Linked DNA regions of Pan troglodytes: regions 1 and 2 are each linked to region 3. The links are chromatin contacts, called in public HiChIP or PLAC-seq maps. All regions are on one chromosome and are shown on one strand. Each heading gives the region's core, a stretch centred on a gene start, on an enhancer-like site or on the middle of the called end of the contact. The rest is flanking DNA. Distances are from core to core; before and after follow the strand shown.

Evidence for each region. HiChIP or PLAC-seq counts read pairs in DNA pulled down with a chosen protein or histone mark.
Region 1: an H3K4me3 HiChIP or PLAC-seq map of stem cell-derived excitatory neurons shows a contact between it and region 3, with 7 times the contacts expected there. The contact joins the promoter of BCAS4 here to the promoter of CEBPB in region 3. A contact is called at or near these places in 1 of 7 Hi-C or Micro-C datasets (stem cell-derived neural progenitor cells) and 1 of 1 datasets of contacts at active chromatin or transcription factors (stem cell-derived excitatory neurons).
Region 2: an H3K4me3 HiChIP or PLAC-seq map of stem cell-derived excitatory neurons shows a contact between it and region 3, with 5 times the contacts expected there. The contact joins the promoter of PARD6B here to the promoter of CEBPB in region 3. A contact is called at or near these places in 1 of 7 Hi-C or Micro-C datasets (stem cell-derived neural progenitor cells) and 1 of 1 datasets of contacts at active chromatin or transcription factors (stem cell-derived excitatory neurons).

Annotation. Positions count from the first base shown.
Region 1 is chr21:57,083,817-57,086,715 of NHGRI_mPanTro3-v2.0_pri, forward strand. BCAS4 (breast carcinoma amplified sequence 4) reads left to right here and starts at 1,252. Exons shown (of 6, transcript XM_063803110.1): 1 at 1,252-1,531. The coding sequence starts at 1,352.
Region 2 is chr21:57,019,589-57,022,404 of NHGRI_mPanTro3-v2.0_pri, forward strand. PARD6B (par-6 family cell polarity regulator beta) reads left to right here and starts at 1,361. Exons shown (of 3, transcript XM_003317010.7): 1 at 1,361-1,888. The coding sequence starts at 1,823.
Region 3 is chr21:56,476,322-56,479,144 of NHGRI_mPanTro3-v2.0_pri, forward strand. It overlaps CEBPB (CCAAT enhancer binding protein beta), which reads left to right and starts at 1,563. Exons shown (of 1, transcript XM_525353.8): 1 at 1,563-2,823. The coding sequence starts at 2,016.

The sequences.
Region 1 (2,899 bases), core at 2-2,501, 610 kb after region 3:
AATTTTAATTTTTTTTTTTTTCTTTTAGAGAGATGGAGTCTCCTTATGTTTGCCCAAGCAGCTCAGCCTTTTTTTTTTTTTTTTTTTTTTTTTTGTGAGGCGATTTAACATTTAAAGAAAAGTCAGCAGGCAGGGGGCGCTGGCCCACGCCTGTAATCCTAGCACTTTGGGAGGCCGAGGCAGGTGGCTCACCTGAGGTCAGGAGTTCGAGAGCAGCCTGGCCAACATGGCGAAACCCCGTCTCTACTAAAAAATACAAAAATTAGAATTAGTCGGGCGTGGTGACAGGCGCCTGTAATCCCAGCTACTCGGGAGGCTGAGGGAGGGGGAGAATTGCTTGAACCCGGAATGTGGAAGTTACAGTGAGCCGAAATCGCACCACTGCACTCCAGCCTGGGCGACAGAGCGAGACTCCGTCTCCAAAAAAAAAAAAAAAATTAATTAAAAATAAAAATAAGTCATCAAACGAAAAATCAAAACTTCAGACTTTTCTTATACCTATTTGCCTTTTAGTACTTTCCTCATTAGCACTGTTGGGGTGGGAGATGAGGCGCACCTCGCTCTCTTCAGCCCCAAGGCTTGTAAAGGGTCTATCTAGGCCGGCCTCCAAGGGCATGGAGGGAGTGGGTGCGGTTGTGAAATGTAGTGCGCTCAATAGTTTCCTGGTGAAGTTTATTTTAAAATCTGCACCGAAGAGGAAGACGAGGACCGTTACACTCGGCCTTCCCTAAATTCCAGGACCCTCCGCCCGATGCAAACTAGATGCTTTAGTAGGATGGGAACGGGCGGGGGGCGGGCGGCTTTGGGCTTCCTCTAAGCTAGCGCCTCTCTAACCCGGACGCCCGTTAGAATCACCCGGGGAGTTTTAGAAACTACCGATGCCCAAGCCCCACTCCGAAGGATTCCGACTTAATCGGCCTGATGCGAGGCCTGGCTTCCGGGCTTTTAAAAGCTCCCCGGGGATTCTATTTTACGGCCGGGTCCGGGGCCGGGAGCCTGTACTCTACCGGGATTCCGATGGGGAGGGGTGGCTTGCCCCAATAGTTCTCAAATTTAGCTTTGGGTCAACAATCTGGTTGGAACCACCTAGCAAACATCAAAAGATCCTGATGCCCAGGTCTTAACCCAGAGACGGTGTGGTCCAGGCTTGGGAAATTCTAAAAGAGCTCCAGGTGACTGCCATCTGCAAGCGAGTTTGCAAAGCACTGATGCCCAGGTGCTGCGGAGGCGGGCGCAGCGCGCGCCGCTCGCCACTGGGTGGCGCTGCCCGCTCGGCCCGGCGCTCCTGGAGCTGCGAGCCGCGACCGCCGGGAGCGCACCTGCCCCGCCTCCGCCAGGCGGGCCGCGGGGCATGCAGCGGACCGGGGGCGGGGCTCCGAGGCCCGGGCGCAACCACGGGCTCCCAGGCAGCCTCCGCCAGCCGGACCCCGTCGCCCTCCTGATGCTGCTCGTGGACGCTGATCAGCCGGAGCCCGTGCGCAGCGGGGCGCGCGAGCTCGCGCTCTTCCTGACCCCCGAGCCTGGGGCCGAGGTAGGGGACGGGGCTGTGGAGTTGGAGGAGAGGGTTCTCGCGGTTAGGGGTCCGGGCTCCGGACCCTCGGCTTCCCCGGAGCATCCTCTCGCTCCCGGAGTGGGGGGCCCGGGGATTCCCCCCTTCCTGAAGGGTGGCTGCGGGGCGCCACCCAGAGATGTGCAGCGGGTCGTCCCTGCTCGCTCCTCCGGGCGACACCGGGCCCCGGAGGCCCAGGTTCGCTTTCCCTCCCCACCCGGGTCCCCCAGCATCCGCCGGGTCCTCAGGCGCCGCCCTTTGCCAGGCCGGCCCTGGGAGAGGCGGACCCCGGGACCTCTGCTGCCCCGGCTACCTCCGAGCGGTGCCCGGGCCGAGCGGCGCCTCAGGCTGCGGCTGTGCGGGGAGCCCCGAAGCCGCGCTGCGCTGCTGCAGCTCGGAGCGAAAACACCACGCCTCTGTCTGCGCTTTCTATTTTAAAAGCACCAAGTGAAAAGCAGATCTAAAACGAGACCCTCTACCTTCCGGCTGGAGGCATCTGTCGACGCTGTTGTGAAAAAGTTATTTGTCTGAGTTCACTAGGAGTTATTTACGGTCAGAAATTCAACCCATTCTCTTTTTAAACCACAAAAGCAGTACAGGAGTATTTAAAATAAAGGCTATGCACCCCTTTCTCTTTTCTCTCCCACCCCAATTCTAGTTTTCTTAGAAAACCAGCATTAACTCTTTGGTATAAATCATTCCGGACATTTAAAATGCATTTACAAATGTAGATATCTGTATCTGCCTAGGCAGAGTATTGGCTCGTGCCAGTGGTCCCAGCATTCTGGGAGGCTGAGGCAGGAGGATTGCTTGGGATGGGGATAGGGGACGGGGAAGAGTGAGGCTGCAGTGAGGCTTGATCATGCCACTGCACTCCAGCCTGGGCGACAGAGTGAGACATTAAAAAAAAAATCTATCTCGCCAGGCGTGGTGGCTCACGCTTGTAATCCCAGCACTATTGGGAGGCCGAGACGGGTGGATCACCTGAGGTCAGGAGCTCGAGACCAGCCTGACCAACATGGCGAAACCCCGTCTCTACTAAAAATACAAAAATTAGCCGGGCGTGTAATCCCAGCTACTTGGGAGGCTGAGGCAGGAGGATCGCTTGAACCTGGGAGGCGGAGGCTGCAGTGAGCTGAGATCAGCCATTGCATTCCAGCCTGGGCAACAAGAGCAAAACTCCCTCTCAAAAAAAAAAAAAAAACCATAAAATATCTTTCCATATATATATATACATATATATGAGTTTTCTCTTTTTTCTTTTTATTTTTCTCCATATATATATATATATATATATTTTTTTTTTTTTTTTTTTTTTTGAGATGGAGTCTTGCTCTGTCACCAGGCTGG
Region 2 (2,816 bases), core at 111-2,610, 540 kb after region 3:
GCCTGCAGAAGGGACACCCTCAGTGGCAGCACCCAGCAAAGACCCATCTGAGTACCCGCTGGGAGTCGGGTTCTGTGCCACTCAATGCCAGCAAAGCACAAGCCGTCCCTGCGCCTTCGGGAGCTTTCATTCTAGGCTGGTGGCAGATTACTCACAAAACTCAGATGCACACAAAAATGGAAAACCTGGAACTTGTCACAAGTGCTGGGCAACAGGGGTACAAGTGTTAGGAGGCCTCCGAGGTGGGCAGGGAGATGAGGGGAGGAAGGTACCCTAACCACTCTTCTTGCCAAATCTCAGGTTGGACCTTCCCCTCCACCTCCATTCCCCTGTCCCCTTCCTGGCTTGCAGGTTTCAACAGCTCTTGGATTCCCAAGTCCCACAGGGAGACCTTGGGACCTGGGAATCTCCTCCAGCCAAAAGCTTCAGTCTTCTCCTCTCCTCCCCATGACCAACAGGGTCTGTGTGAAGAGAGGCCGGGCTCTGAGACGTTCAGAGAGGAGGATTCAGCGTTTTGTTGCTCTGGGACACAGCTTGGTCACTCCGGGAAACGAACACAACCTAGAGGCTGTCATTTGTAGAAACAGCGAGTGGCCAAGGAATGGCGGGAGGAGGGAAAAGGAAGACTTTTAAAGAAAAAAAAAAAAAAAAAAGCCCTGAAAGACTGAACTAGAAATCCTCAGGGAGGCTGGGCCTGCAAGGAGCCTTCCCGCGCCTCAGCCCACTTTCCTTCCCTCTCGACCTGACGGACTTAAGGCGTGCAGAGTCTCTTCGGACAAAATCAAGCCAAGAGAGCCCTAAGCTTCTCCCCCAGCAACCGCCGCAGAGGCGGGAAAACTTGAATTTTGCAACCAAGAGTTGCAGCGGGACGCCTAAGCAACGATAAGGGGCGGTGGAGGGGCGTCGTTGGGGGCTGCAGCATCCCAAAGTGGAAGCGGGAAGGGGGCCCGGCTGGAACCGAATAGCCCCGCGGCGCCTCGGCAACCGGCCGGGCGGCGCATCCAATCCCCTAGACCGTGCGTGTGACTGGCGCGCGCCAAGCGGCGCGAGCCCCGGCGGAGCCGGGCAACCAGGCGCGCGCTCGCGCGTGCGCAAAAGGCCCACCCAGCCGAGCCCTTCTTCAGGTGCGCTCGCGCTTCCGGCCGGCCTCCCCGCGTGCCTTCCCGGGGCGGAAACTCCAGAACCCGCGCATGCGCCTTCTGGCTCTCCGGCCTGAAGCGGGGCGGAGGGCCATGGCTTCAGGTGATCCCGCCCCTCCCTCGTAGCGCAGGACCAATCGTGCGGTGGTAGGCGGGGTTTTGAGGCGGCAGCCCGCCCACGCACCGCGCGAGGCGTGTATCGATTGGTTGGCGCCGCGGGCGCAGGTGCGCGCTTTCTATTGGGTGTGGGCGGAACGCGAGGGATTGCGGCATCTTCGGGGGCTGCAGGTGAGCGCGCGCACGCGCCGCGGCTGTGGCCCGCTCGGGTGCGCGCGCGCGGGCTCGCGGGGGAGGCGGCAGAGAGAGAGGTTGCGGCGCCCGTGGCCTCCGCTCCGCCCCCTCCTCTCCTCCAGCGCTGTCGCCGTCGCCGCCGGGGCCCGGAGGGAGGGAGCTGCTTCCCCGCCTGCCGCGCCACCAGTCCGACCCTCGGTCCCGCCGTGTGAGCAGCTGGTGGAGTGGAGCTCAGCGCGGACGCCGGAGCTGCGGCCGCCCCCTCTGCAGGTGCCTGTGAGGAGGCGCCCGGGCCGCAACCGCTTTCCGAGATCCCCAGTCGCGCACTCGCTCCCCGCGCTCCTGAGGGGCCGCCCGGCCGGAGGAGGCCGTCGCGGGGCTCGGCGTTCAGCATGAACCGCAGCCACCGGCACGGGGCGGGCAGCGGCTGCCTGGGCACCATGGAGGTGAAGAGCAAGGTGCGCGGGGCCCGGGCTGGGCGGAGCGGCGGGCCTGGGGGGCCGGGGCCTGGGAGAGGCCGGGCCAGGCTCGGAGCGCCGGGGGAGGCGACGGGCTGAGCTGCCCCGGGGTCTGGACGGTGCGGTCGGGAGACTGTGGGTAATAAACTTGCCGAGGAGGGGGTGGCGGGGGTCAGGGGGCGCTAATGTCCTCCCCTGGCCCCGGCAGGAAGAAGACCTAGTCCAGCATTTAATCTCATTCCGTAAATCTCATTCCCGTGTTCACGGACGGGAGTAGGGGCCAAGGTATATCCAAGGATGGCACACACTGAGTGAAATGCGAGGCTGCTCAAAAGGTGTAGGAGAATCCTCCCTGCTGGGCTGTGAGTAAAGGGCCCTGGACCACCCCGTTGTTCCCACTTTCTGTGGTTAAGGGGCGCATCGAGTGGCGAAGGAGAGAGCCCAGTGAACTAAACAGCCCTTTAAAAGTTCGCTTTGCTTCCTGCTGGCGCTCTTTCCAGCACTAACTTTGGTATGCATTTAATCTGTAAAATTAGTACTATCACCTTATGTTGGAGTAGCACTTTACAGTTTGACTCTAGATGCTCTTTTCATTCCATCCTGCTACCTACTCACATCAAGTGCTTTTCCCCTTGACCAACGGTATGCCAATCTGCTGATAATTACTTCGGTATTCACTGAATTTCTAAATCTCAAGGCTCGGTGAGCAGGGTAGTCTGTAGGGTGGGATTAGTTAGGGAATGTCTTCCAAAGGGGGTTTTGAGCTGGAATTTGAAGGTGATCGGCAGCCAAGGGAACACTTTCAGCAAGCGTTTCTTGAGTTGAAGAGTTAAAAGGAGCTTAGATAATCTAGCCCAATTCTCTGAGAAGACTGAGGCTTAGAAAGGTTATGACTTCCTCAAGCTGTTTTTTTGCAAAGCCTTCATGC
Region 3 (2,823 bases), core at 313-2,812:
GCCCTGAGTGTCCCATTTTGCAGTGAGGAAGGGCTGGTCGGGTGGCCCTGGGGAAGCTGCCGCACCCCTCTGGGCCTTGATCCCTCCCCAGCCCAGAGGCTGCTGGGAAGACCCAGAAAGCCAGCAGGCTGGGCCAGTGTTTTATCCCCTCCCTCCCTGCCTCCTACCCACCAAGGGTGCCCAGAGATGTCATTTCTCCAGCTCTTGGGGGCGGAGGTCACCCCAGCTCAGCAGATAACACCGAAGGTTGAGCAATGCCCGCCTGCCCGCTGGGGCCAGGGCTGGGGTCAGTGGGCTGGGGGTCAGCCCCGGGTAGGCTGGGAGCTCCTGCCTAGGTGGCCTGGGCTAGGAGTGGCAGAGAGGTGGGCCCAGGGAGCTGCCCCAATGGCCTAGGAATGGGTCCGGGAGGGCAAAGGGCCCTCTAACCTGAGCCTACCCAGCAGAGGCGGGCAAGTGGTCAGAAGGCCTTGGGCCTGTGTTCAAGTCCAGGCAGGCCGTTGTCGCTTTCCCATCTGTGAAATGGCAGCAACAAAAGCATCTTTCTGGTGGGGTGAAAAAAGTTGAACCTCGGGGTCCAGGCCCACCCTGAGCACAGGGCAGGGACTTGGTAAAAACTTATCTTTCTCTTTCCTTCTCTTTCCTGCATACCACCCCCCTCCCGTGAGGCCTCGCTTAAGTCCCTCCCTAGCAACTTCAGAAACAGAAGTTTTTGGCCTCTGGGACTGGCAATAGGTCTTAGGGCTCAGATGAGGGCATTTCGTTTGGGATGAACGGGGGACATGCGGCCATGTGACCTTGGTATGCCATGCCATGCTCCCTCTGGGCCTCCACTGGCACAATCCGTGGGGGTCCCTTTCTCTCTGATGTGCAGCCCACAACGTAAGCCTTAGTTTGGGAGTCTGGTGGGAACAATGCCACCACCACTAACAGTAGCGACACCCTTCATGGATTGCAGCTGGGAGAAGTGAAGTGACTCACCCAAGGTCACACAGTGTGGCAGGGCCGAGCACCCCCCGCCCCTGCCCCATCCCAGGGCCCAGGTCGGGTGGCGCGGCGCGGGGCAAGAGAAGACCCGGGCGTGTCCAAGCCTGGAGCAGGCGGCAGGTGTGGTGGGCGGGGCTAGGGGCGGGGCTCCGTGGACCAGGGTCCAGCCCCAAGCGGAGCGCGATCCTGCCCGGTCGCCCCGACCCCCGGGGTCCTCATATTGGCGGTGGCTTAAGAGGGGAGTCGTCACAGGCGTGGAGTCTTCTTTTTAAAGCCGGGGACCTGGGGAGGAGGTGGGAGTTTACGGGAGGAATGGCCACGGAGATGGGTAGCTTCTCCTGGAGCTAGAGCTGCGGGCTGGGGTCTCCAGGGTTCGGCCCGGGGAGCCGACCCTGGTCGGCCGTCGGGGCTCTGCTCGGCCCTCCTGAAACCTCCGCCTCCTCCAGCAGGGGGCGGGCCGGGGCCGCGTCTCGGGGGGAAGGCGATCAGGTCGCCCCCTCCTCCGATTCCCCCGCCTTCCAGGACAGCCTCCAGCCCAGAGGGGCGGTCCGGGGGCGGGGTCGCACCGCCCCCTCTCGCTCCCAATCCCGGGGCGGCCGGGCGGGGGTGGGCAGGGGGCGTGAGGCCGCCCCCTGCGTTCCGGGGGCCCCCCGAAAACGCGCTCCGGGTGCCCGGTCCCTCCGCTGCGCCCTGCCGCCGTCCTCCCGGGGGTCTCAGGCGGCCGCGGCCGTGTCCTTCGCGTCCCGGCGGCGCGGCGGGAGGGGCCGGCGTGACGCAGCGGTTGCTACGGGCCGCCCTTATAAATAACCGGGCTCAGGAGAAACTTTAGCGAGTCAGAGCCGCGCACGGGACTGGGAAGGGGACCCACCCGAGGGTCCAGCCACCAGCCCCCGCACTAATAGCGGCCACCCCAGCAGCGGCGGCAGCAGCAGCAGCGACGCAGCGGCGACAGCTCAGAGCAGGGAGGCCGCGCCACCTGCGGGCCGGCCGGAGCGGGCAGCCCCAGGCCCCCTCCCCGGGCACCCGCGTTCATGCAACGCCTGGTGGCCTGGGACCCAGCATGTCTCCCCCTGCCGCCGCCGCCGCCTGCCTTTAAATCCATGGAAGTGGCCAACTTCTACTACGAGGCGGACTGCTTGGCTGCTGCGTACGGCGGCAAGGCGGCCCCCGCGGCGCCCCCCGCGGCCAGACCCGGGCCGCGCCCCCCCGCCGGCGAGCTGGGCAGCATCGGCGACCACGAGCGCGCCATCGACTTCAGCCCGTACCTGGAGCCGCTGGGCGCGCCGCAGGCCCCGGCGCCCGCCACGGCCACGGACACCTTCGAGGCGGCTCCGCCCGCGCCCGCCCCCGCGCCCGCCTCCTCCGGGCAGCACCACGACTTCCTCTCCGACCTCTTCTCCGACGACTACGGGGGCAAGAACTGCAAGAAGCCGGCCGAGTACGGCTACGTGAGCCTGGGGCGCCTGGGGGCCGCCAAGGGCGCGCTGCACCCCGGCTGCTTCGCGCCCCTGCACCCACCGCCCCCGCCGCCGCCGCCGCCCGCCGAGCTCAAGGCGGAGCCGGGCTTCGAGCCCGCGGACTGCAAGCGGAAGGAGGAGGCCGGGGCGCCGGGCGGCGGCGCAGGCATGGCGGCGGGCTTCCCGTACGCGCTGCGCGCTTACCTCGGCTACCAGGCGGTGCCGAGCGGCAGCAGCGGGAGCCTCTCCACGTCCTCGTCGTCCAGCCCGCCCGGCACGCCGAGCCCCGCTGACGCCAAGGCGCCCCCGACCGCCTGCTACGCGGGGGCCGCGCCGGCGCCCTCGCAGGTCAAGAGCAAGGCCAAGAAGACCGTGGACAAGC